Regions from separate parts of the Mus musculus genome. Here region 2 is linked to region 1. Evidence: chromatin contacts called from public HiChIP or PLAC-seq data. All regions are on one chromosome and are shown on one strand. Each heading gives the region's core, a stretch centred on a gene start, on an enhancer-like site or on the middle of the called end of the contact. The rest is flanking DNA. Distances are from core to core; before and after follow the strand shown. Region 1 holds the start of D630003M21Rik (RIKEN cDNA D630003M21 gene). Region 2 overlaps Gm34458 (a long non-coding RNA gene).

Region 1 (5,385 bases), core at 1,269-3,768:
GCATGAAACCATGGGTTTTAAAAATCACAGTATTAAATCTCCTCCAGAGGCCAGCAAATGGCTCAGCAAGTTAAGGTACTTGCTTCCAAGCCTGATGACCAGTTTGATCACACTACAGAAGGCGAGAATCCACTCTGACAGTTGTCCTCTAACCTCCACACGCATGCTGCAAAGGCATGCTAGAGTGACACGCTGCAGTGAGCGGATTGTGAGCAGATATAGCACGGTGGTTTGGTTTGGGTGGATATTACAGGAAAGAGGAATTTCCCGGCAAAGAAAGCACATGCAAAGGTCCTGGGGCAGGAGGGACCGTGAACCCTGAGGGATTCTGAAGCCAGGTCTGAGTATTCAGGGCTCAAAGATGGGAGAAGAGGTGATTACATTTCTAGTCAAAGGGAAAATAGTGGTGTAGACCCCAGTGCCCACATAATAACCTGGATGTCGTCGCATACATGCTCACACACCCATCACGGAGCCGAACAGGCATGGGAGAATCCCTGGGATATTTCTAGCCTAGCCAATAAAATGCAAAATCCAGATTCAGGGAGAGACCCTGGCTCTAAGGAGTGGACGGAAGTTATGAAGGCCCTCCTCCGGCTTGCATGTGATGCAGGCACACATACACAGGCATGTGCCGTGCCATACACACCTCACATGTATACATATACAAACATGGACATTCCCTAACACCACATCACAAGATACACACACATGCATATGCATACACATGCGCATGCACACGCATGCACATACACGTGCATGTGCATATGTACACACACATATGTAAATAAAGGCAGAGATGAAAACATGGCTGTCCTACCCCTCAGGAAAGACTCTCTCGGCTGTTCTGAGGAGCACCCCAGGGCCTGACCTTTGACCTGAGAATCCGGGGTTTACTGAGGGTTTGTTTGTTTGTTTTTAAGAAAAATGAATAAACTGATTCCGTCAAAACCAGAGCTTTGACAGACAGATGAGCTGTGGCACCGAGGTGACTTTGCAGGGTGTGAATTCCAGCGGTTCTGCTTCATACTTCTGGAAGGGTGACAGTGTAGGCTCCTTGGCTTCAGGCTCTCATCGGTGAGATGAGGGGCTACAAGTCTGCAGTTAGAGTTGGTGGGCGTGGTATGTCTCCCACTCATAGAGAGCCCAGCACAGGGTCTTGCTATAGAGAGAGGCAGACAAACACTGCCTTAGGCCGAACCACTTAGGATGTACTTTTATGCCCCAAGAGCGGTGTCTACCGTGCCTCTGGCTCTGGGGTCTGAGTTTGGGAGCCTAGTTTTGTACTGTCTGTGTGCAGAGGTGTCTGTCCATATTTCAGCCCGAGCAAGCAGATACATGAGCCCCGTGTGCTTGTGTTCATTGTGGTTCGGGGATTGGTGTGTGCAGGCACGGAGTGAATGCATTTCTCTGTAGAGTTCTGGGTATGGATCTACACAGGAAGGGAAGCCCACCCAAGCCAGCACAGCAAATCAGAGTCAGGGGGTGAATGCCCTGGCCCATCTCCCAGCTCTGTCCAAATCCCCGGAGATTTGCAAAATTGCTCCAGAGAATCTTCCCCAATCCTGAACCTGTCTGGAGCCCAGCTAAGACTCTGAGCAACAGACTTCACTTTGACTCCTTCTTCCCAGACACAGGCACAAAGGCACACACAACTCTCCTAGAGGTCCCGTTCCCAGGTGCAGTCCAGGAAACCCATGCACAGAAGTAAGCCCTCCGCCTTCTCCCCAGATGCCTCTACACCTCATGCCCATGGGAAGGCCCCGTGCCAAACCACCGTATCTAAAATAGCAAAGGCACCCAAGATTTGGTGAGCAAGTCCCTCGAACCCACTCTCCTGCCCTCAGGGTCCGCCCTTTCTCAGCACTACTGTTCTGTGCTGGGTTGGGGCGGGGGGGGGGGGGGAGGGGGGGGGACACGACGACTTTGATTTCCCTCTCATTCCAGACCCCCTACAGGACACAGCACTGTCAGTCAGCATAAAGTTTAAAGCGCTAAAAAAAAAAAAAAAAAAAAAAAAAAAAAAAAAACAACCAAGTTTTCTGCAAGGCTCAAGGTCCAGAACTCCAGTTCAAATTTGCATACTGGTTTGGAGCGAGATGAAAGCGTGCATCTCTGCAGAGAGGCCCAGGCAGGACGCGAGGCCCAGGGGTGGATCTGAGCCCCACTCTTGCCCTAATTCTGCGGGAGCTGCGCACGCAGTTAAGCAACGACCCACACCAGGAACCGAGGGTCTCTAGGTGCGTGCGTGCGTGCGCGCCGCGTGTGCACACACAGACACACACACACACCCGGGGGCGCGGGGGGGTGGGGTGGGGTGGGGGCGTGCTGGAGAAAACCCAGCAGAGTGAGGTGGTCCAGGCCCAGGAGGGCGTTACCATGGTGATGCTCCTCTGGTCCCCGCGTTGGCAGTCTCTGTCCCGCGAAGCTCTGGCTCTCCTAGCTCTGGAGAGAGTGCGAAGGGCGAGAGGAGTACTCCTAACCCGGCCTCATCCCGAGGGGCAGCCAGACCCGGACAGGGAAGAGGGAGAGGGGACCCAGGCTGAGGAGGCGAAAAGGGGGGGGGGGGAAGAGGCGGGCCACCCCGTGGGGGGGGGGCGGGGCGGCGGCGGGACAGCGGCCCTTTGTGCGACGCCTTGCTCTGCGCCGCCCTGCTGCCGCCGCCGCTGCGGGTGACAGGAGCCCGACGTTGGTCCACTCCGCACCCCCTGCCGAGGCCACCGGAACAGTCTAGGGGTGTCTGGCGCTGCCCAGCGCTCCCTCCAGCGTCCCCACCCAGGACTGCTGGCTTCTTGTTCCTATCTGCAAGTCATTTTGTCTCCTAAGCCTCAGTTTTTCAACTGTAAAATAGGAAGGTGGTGGAGGTGATGCTGGTGAGGATAGCACCCCTTCCTGGAATTGGGGAGTAGATGTCAGCATCAGTCCTGACGGCCCAGTGTCAGGCTTGGGATGGCGGCTAACACACACACAGAGCCTTCAAGAACTTGAAGCTCCCATGGCAGACACCCACATTGCTATGAGGCAGGGTGCCCCAGACACCCACCACGCCTGTGGACTCCCTACCACGGAACCAATCGTGGAAGGAGAGGTGGGCTGTTTGGAAGCCCCTTCCTGAGGTGTTCTGTAGTAGCTTTCCCGTTGGATGACTCTGGAATCGAGCTTTTTATTATCAAATACTGCACTGAGCCAGAACGACACAGACTCCCTGTCCTTGGGGAGCGATGGAAGGGGGTGGGGGTTGTCACCTACGGGGAATGGGAACAAGAACGAGAGGAACAGAAAAAATAACCGTGAGTTAACTGCTGAAAAGGAATGGAGTTGATCAGAAACTCCCGAGAGGGGGCTGGAGAGATTTGGCCACCCTTCTCCAAGACACAGGTTCAATTCCCAGCACCCATATGGCCATTCACAACTACCTGCTAAGGGAATCTAAGGCCCTCTTTAACCTCAGAGGGCACCAGGAACACACATGGTACACAGATACACACTCAGGAAAAATATTATTATTATTATTATTATTATTATTATTATTATTATTATTAGAATGACGAGACCTGAGTGAACAGAGAGGGGCCGCAGGAAATGGAATTCCAGGCAGTGGGAACAGGCCACGGGAGGCCTCCAGGGGGATGGCTTAAAAAGATTGGGACAAGTAAGTGGAGACCGCAGGATGGCATGGTGGTAAAGGCTTCCCTTCTAAGGCTTATCCACAGTCATGTCCCCCTCACCGCACCCTACCCCACCCATTGATTATCTAGTCTCTTCACAAGAACCTGTGCTAGGAGCCATCCCAAATCCTTTTTTACTGAGGGACTAGTAATTCCCAACTAGTAATCTCACTCTGCTGTGGGGCTCCGAGCATTCCTTAGGGATGTTATTTAAACATCAGATAATCCCTCCCTAAGAAGCAGAGAGGGGAGGGGGCTTTTGTTGTTGTTGTTTTGTTTTGTTTGAGAAGGGTCTTATGTGTCCCAGCCTGAGGTAAAATTCCATATGCAGCTGAGGATGGCCTTGACCTTCTGACCCTTCTGTCTCTGCCTCCCAAGTGCTGAGGTCACAGGCATGCGCTGCTACTTGTGTTTTATGTGGGTCTGGGCCTTTGTACACGCTAGGCAAACACTCTGCCAACAGCCCCATAGGAATGCATTTGTTTAAGGGGAAGAAACAGCCTTCAGTTTACTGTGCAGAATTCAGCTGGGAGGTGGGGTTGTGAGTTCCGCGGACTGCAACGAGGAGACACAACTAGCAAAAGGGTCAGTTTTCCAGGGTCACGGGAGACAGAAAGGATTCTGAACTAAGTAAGCAGAGAAAATGGAATTGAAAAGGCCTTAGGAGCTTACAGAGTCTTTGAGAAAGCTTGGGTCTCTCCTCCGGGAAGGATGCTCCAGGAGTCTCACCGTCGGGAATAATCTAGAAGCCCCTGAAAACCTGGAGGACGACTTCAAGCTGTGAGCATGCTAAAATGGAACTTTCTGCACATCAGACACTCTCACAAGTAAACTGTGGGGCGGACCCAGCCACTGGCAACACTTGAGAGATGAAGAGCCCCAGGCAGAGCCTAGGGGGTGGGGTGGGGGTAGAGAGCTGCATTCCTGGACTGAACAAGGCCTCCATTCTAGAAACCACTCCATTAACTACCTTGGTGTGCTGCCTGCATGAGTCCCAGACATTCCTCTTGCCTGGGTCACTGTCCTTAAGCCTTAGAAGGACAATCCAATCAGGCCCAGCTTATGTGTGCTCAGGAATCCAGTAGAACTGTCCAGATGAGGAAGAGCTGGTCATCCAAGAGGAGACTAGATAGGAAGGAGGGGAGAGGACGTAAAATGGACTCTAAATGACATGGGCCAGTACAATCCACTGCTGGGCTTCTGAGCAGCCATCACACCCTATGCCTATGTAGTTCTTCCCAAAATGTGCTGTGTGGATGTGGCATGACAGTTTGACAGGCACCCAGGTGTGTGGATGCTCATGTGTGCACTTCTATAAATACACATAAACACACAGAGACATATACAGACATATACATAGGCACAGATACATGTAGACACACATACAGACATCTACACAGACACAGATACCCATAGATATACACACATAGACACAGACATACACACAAACATATACACAGACACAGGCACACACAGATACACACATATACATAGACACAGACACAGACACAGACACAAACATATACACAGACATGCACAGAGAGACACACACAGAGAGACAAACACACACACAGATATACAGAAACACACATACACAGACACACACAGACACATGCCCAGACATATACACAGACCCAGACACAAACATACACATACACACACAGAGAGACAGACACATACAGATACATAGACCTAGATCCACACACAGGCACACCAA
Region 2 (5,385 bases), core at 1,091-3,590, 120 kb before region 1:
GGCAGCTGTCCCTTTCAGATCTCCCTACTGCCTTGCTCCAACAGCCCCTTGCTGGACCTAACTTTCTAGAGCAAGATTGGCTGCCACTGCTATCAACCCACAGCCCTCCAGGGGGCACAGTTATGACATCCTAGCTCGTCCCTGTGCTGAAGTTGGGAGTAATTGCCACTGTGGGACAGCGTTCCCATTCAGGGTTGATGTGTAAATAGAAAAGGCACAATCACCAGTCTGTGTGAGCTCCTAGCTGTAATCTCAGTACTAGGGGCGTGAGGCAGGAGAATTACTGAGAGTCTGAGGCCTGGGTTATGTAGTGAGTGAAACTATCTCAAAAGAACGAGGAGGAGGAGGAGGAGGAGGAGGAGGAGGAGGAGGAGGAGGAGGAGGAGGAGGAGGAGTGGGGAAATGAGTTAGTGGGTAAAGATGCTAGCCTAGCAGTTATGAGGACTGGTTCATGTCCCCTCGTGCAAAAGCCAGGTGGACCTGGTGGTCACCAAGAATCCCAGCCCTGTGGAGCAGACACAAGGGATTCCCAAAGCAAGCTGGCTAGCTAAACTAGCAGGAATTGGTGAGTTCCAGGCTCAAGGAGTACCCTCAACCCAACAAATTAGTGGCGGTTAATGAAGGAAGACACCAAATGTCAACTTCAGCCCCACCCCCACATGCATGCTCGTGCATGCGTACACACTACCACACACTCAAACATACGCATAAAGGCAGGCACAGGATGTAGCAAATGTGTGAGTGTGAGTGTGTATCTGTGAGTGTATGTCCTGTGTGAGTGAGTGTATGTGTGTGAGTGTATTGTGTGAGTGTACTTATGACTGTGTGCATGTGTGTGTGAGTGTGCTTGTGTGAATGTGTGCTTGTGTGAGTGTGTGTAAGTGTGCTGTGTGAGTGTGTGTACGTGTGTATTACAACTTACTGATAGACCAACTGCTATTTAAACTTCACTGTGGTGTGACAATATTCTCACATGACAATTTTCCACTTGGTAGGCCACATTAAAATAAATCAATAATAATGAGCTTTAATTCCAGTACTTGGGAGGCAGAGGCAGGAGGATCTTTGTGAGTTCAAGGTCAGCCTGATCTACCAAGTGAGTTCCAGGACAGTAAGGGCTACATAGAGAAACCCTGTCTTGAAAAACCAAGAAATAAAAATAGATAGATAGATAGATAGATAGATAGATAGATAGATAGATAGATAAGAACAAAGAAGAGCAGGGTGTGGTGGTGAAAGAGTAACTTTAGCACGTATCGGGTGGGGGTAGAGGGTCAAGAGTTCAAGGTCATCCTTGGGCTACATAGCGAGTTCAAGACCAGCCTGGGCTACAGGAGAGCACGTGTCAAAACAAACAAATGAATGAATAAATAAACAACCTCAATCTCAAATCAAACCCAGGTAAGCTAGCCAAGCCTTTGTTGTAAAATAAAAGTTTTCCTGATAGTAAAACCGTCAGTGAGTCGCAATACACATGCTGGGCTCTGCCTCAACCGTAGGCTGCCAGTGGCCAGCGCACCTGGGGGAGGCTGGGCTGAGCAAGGGTGTTTGGCTGGCTGTGCAGTAAATACATCGGAAGGAAGGCAGTGAGGAGTTTGTGGGAGCACTCACAGGGGCGAGGGGCGTCAAGTGGAGGCCAGAGCTGATTGATGTCCAGGTTCTTTCCTCAACCACGTCTCCATTTTAGCTTTTGAGACAGGGATCTCACAGAACTGGGAGCTTGGTGATTCATCTAGACTGCTGATCAGGGAGTTTTGGGGGTCCTCCTGTCTCAGCACCTCACTCTCTGTCTGTCTCTGTATCTCTGTGTATGTCTGTCTCTCTCTCTCCTCTCTCTTCTCTCTCTCTCCTCTCCCCTCCCCTCTTCTCCTTCTTCCTCTCTCTCCTCTCTCTCTGTCTCTATCTCTGTTTGTCTCTGTCTGTATCTGTGTCTCTGTCTCTGTCTCTCTCTGTCTCTCTCTTGTGGGTTCTGGGATTCAAACCCAGCTCCCCTAACTTGTGCAGCAAAGCACTTTACCTTCTGAGCCATTTCCCCAGCCCATAAATACATTTCTTACTATAAAGTCTCAAACTTCTGTTATGACTCATCGTAATTGGACAAGCGCATATTTTTTTAATTTCTTAATTTTATTTCCTCTGGCAAGGCAACTGTAGGTTTACTTTTTATTTTGGCAGATCGGATTTAAGGAGAATACAAAGGAAAATGATGAATATCGATTCGGACACAAAAGTAAATATTTAGAAAGACTGTGAAAAGAAACCCCAGCAATCGCTAGAGACTTCTAAGCTGCAGATTCCTTTCTTCTGAAGTCTCTGGGGCCGTTTCCCAGAAACACTTTCCCTCATACACTTCCTGAGGTGGCCGGGCCCTGCCTGGAACACAGAACACACAGCTTCCAAAGCTGGGCCCACACAGATGCACATCATGCCTGCTGAGGTAGCCTTCACTTCCTAGAAAACGGACTCTCCCCCCACCTCCTTCCTGCCTCCCGCACCCAGCTCGCAGGCTGCTGTACCTTCCTCCAGCAGCTCAGCTAGCATGCTTCCTGCCTGTCTCTGGAGGATCCTCCTCAGGCTCCAGGCTCCACAGTAGCTTCCCTGCCTCGGCCTGTGTCCAGCCTGTGTGTATAATATAGATTATATTGTTAACTGTCATGTGCTGTTGGAGCTCACCGAGAAACCACCTATGGAGGTGAGGTTCACCCTCTCACCCCCATTTCACACCCAAACATGTGTGTCTCAAACTATCCTCTAAGGCCCCTTTGTCTGGGGATGGAATGGCACCCTAACTCTGTGAAGGGACACAGCAAAGCAGCCAGAGGATAAAAACATTGTGTCTTTAAACAACAGCTGGAAGGTAACCATTCCCAGCAGACATTGCTATGTTCATCCCATGACATAAGAGCCATCTTCAGTAGGCCTCTGCCAGATGTTGTAACCATCCGTATTGTGCTTTTAGTTTTGGTTTGGTTTGGTTTTGAGACAGGATCTCACTATGTAGCCCTGGCTATCCTGGAACTCACCGTGTAGACCAGGCTGGCCTTGAACTCTCAGAGATCTGCCTACCTCTGCTGGGATTAAATGTGGGATTAAATGTGATTAAATGAGGGGACCCTCTGCTCTGCCTAAGATCCTCTCTAGTGGGAGCTCCAGCTGGTTGCTAAGGCACCCTGAGTCCGTTTCTGCTGGGAGGATTTGTTGTTGTTTTGTTCTGTTTTTTTGGTGTTTTGTTTGTTCATTTGGTTGCTTGGTTGGTTTTGTTTTGTTTTCCCTGAAGACAGAGTTTAGTCTGTGTAGTCCTGGCTGGCCTAGAACTCACTCTGTAGACCAGGCTGGTTTTGAACTCAGAGACCCACCTGGCTCTACATCCAGAGTGCTGGGATTAAAGGCATGCGCCACTACAGCCTGGCTCTGCTGGATGTTTTGAACATTCAATTTGATGTTATTTTGATATATCTTTCTCTCTTTCTCTTTTATTTTGACCTGCTATATACTTAATAAATTCACTCATTCAAAACCAAAAATATGACTCCCATAGATCATTCTCAGAACCATACACATCAGTGTGACAGGTAGCGACAGCGTGGGAAGCTGGGAACGAAGACTGGGTTCCGAATTGTTTGCTTGGAACTCTCGCTCTACCTTGGATTTCCATCGTTGTGACCCTGGGCCTGTGCAGTAAGCTCTCTGGTCACTCTTCGATCTGCTATACTGCAGAATGGGGATGTCAGGACCCAGGACCCCTGTGTATGCAAGGCACTTGAAGGAAGCTTGGCTGTTAGACCATCTAGCCAGTGGGCTCTTGGGATCCATCTGCCTCCACACCCAGGGCTGGGGTTGCACAGGTGCTGGGGATTCAAACTCAGGCCCTCACCCCTACAGAGTAAAACGTCCTACCCTCTGAGCCATTTTGTCAGCTTCAGCTTGAATCTTAGAGTTGATACCATAGCCCTCTTGGCGCCTTTTGCTTCTCCCTGGAGTTTGCTAAGACAGTATATAGGTCAGTCTTGCCATGATGACCATGTGTCCCTTAAATCTAGTATAGCACCTGGTCCACATGAACTTTGACCCATCCAGCTGTCTTCATGCTATAGCTCCCAAGAGGCCTCTACACCACTGCCTCCTTTCAGCTGGGCTCAGAAGCCACCGCTCCATCCCCAGCTGTGAGAGATGCCTAAATAAACGATCCCTGTTCCAGTCACCCACTCTGATCCCACCATCGTCTTACAGCCAGAGTTCCTGTTGGCCTCTGAGGCAGTGTCATACTGAGGCAGCATCCAGGTGATCCATTATGACCGAGACCCAGAGAGGGCAAGTTACTTCCTCATAGTCACACAGCCAAGAGTGCTGGGAGATGAAATATCAATCACTCAGAACTCCTTGGTTCATCTCACCCTGGGTCCCAGGGCCACTGCCCCCCTTTAAGGGACCTCTGCCAGCTAGCCATGTGGCCACTCATCTCTCCCAAGAAGAGTCGAAATGGGGTGGGCTCAGCTTTTGCCCTTATTCTTTGCTATAAGCACATCCTGCGCCCATCCATGCCTCAGTTTCCCTTCTGTGAAAAGAGTAATCTCAGCAAATGAAGGTAAATTGCCGCTCTGGCTGACTTAGCTGGCATTTTCCTTTGGTCTGTCTGTCTGTCTGCTCCAGAACAAGTCTGGAGGAGTGGATGTAAAACTGACAAGGCTGGACCTTTGCCTCTGGTTGTCTTCACTTTCTTTTTCAGAGACAGGGCCTCACCATGTAGCACAGGCTGGCCTCAAACTTACAATCCTCTTGCCTAACCTCAGAGCCGAGATGACAGGCATGTACTAACTAAGATGCTTCATATTTCTTGCTATAGGACAGCAGCTGAGGACACTGTCTAGAGGCAGCTCGTTAGCCATCGTGAAGGGTGTAGATCAAGTGTGACCTGCAGCTGGCTGGAATGGACATGGTACTGAACGATTAAGGGTTTACGAAGGCCCCAGGGACCCTCTGACTTTACCCAGTGGGCAGGAGTACCCGTAATCACGGACAACTGTCTACAGAATGCACCGTACCCTCAAACGGACGGCACCACCTCCTCTCTGCTCCCTCATTTCACAAAACAAAGAAGCCGGAAGGGAATGGGATGTTTACTGAGCATGCCCAAGCAAATCCCCCAGACAGAACCCAGGCTGCGGCTCTCAGCTCAGCCTTCTCCCTTCCCCTGCTCATACTAATCATTTAGATGGCTTTATTGAGATAGAACTCACATGCCGTACAAGTTAGTTCAATGGCCTCCAGTCCAGACAACTGCACCCATGAAGACAGTCTACAGAATTCCCATAATCCCCTAGTTCCAACTCCCCATCCCTCCGCATCTCAAGGCCCAGGCAGCCACCTGTCTCCTTCCTCTCTATA

The links. HiChIP or PLAC-seq counts read pairs in DNA pulled down with a chosen protein or histone mark.
Region 2: a FOXA1 HiChIP or PLAC-seq map of pancreatic cancer cells shows a contact between it and region 1. The contact joins the enhancer-like site here to the promoter of D630003M21Rik in region 1. A contact is called at or near these places in 2 of 39 promoter capture datasets (embryonic stem cells and liver), 2 of 115 datasets of contacts at active chromatin or transcription factors (embryonic stem cells and pancreatic cancer cells) and 3 of 9 other capture datasets (adipose tissue, embryonic stem cells and macrophages).

What each region holds. Positions count from the first base shown.
Region 1 is chr2:158,226,706-158,232,090 of GRCm38.p6, forward strand. D630003M21Rik (RIKEN cDNA D630003M21 gene) reads right to left here and starts at 2,519. Exons shown (of 14, transcript NM_177657.5): 1 at 2,379-2,519. The coding sequence starts at 2,381.
Region 2 is chr2:158,107,316-158,112,700 of GRCm38.p6, forward strand. Gm34458 (a long non-coding RNA gene) reads left to right here. Exons shown (of 2, transcript XR_001783529.1): 2 at 4,844-5,385. Among named protein-coding and RNA genes, the nearest start is that of Gm34458, 4.8 kb to the left of the region's middle. Within about 2 kb of position 2,341, at least 70 of the 459 cell types and tissues checked have an H3K27ac peak or open chromatin away from gene starts, as enhancers often do. A contact at or near this core is called in adipose tissue and pancreatic cancer cells, where this site is marked.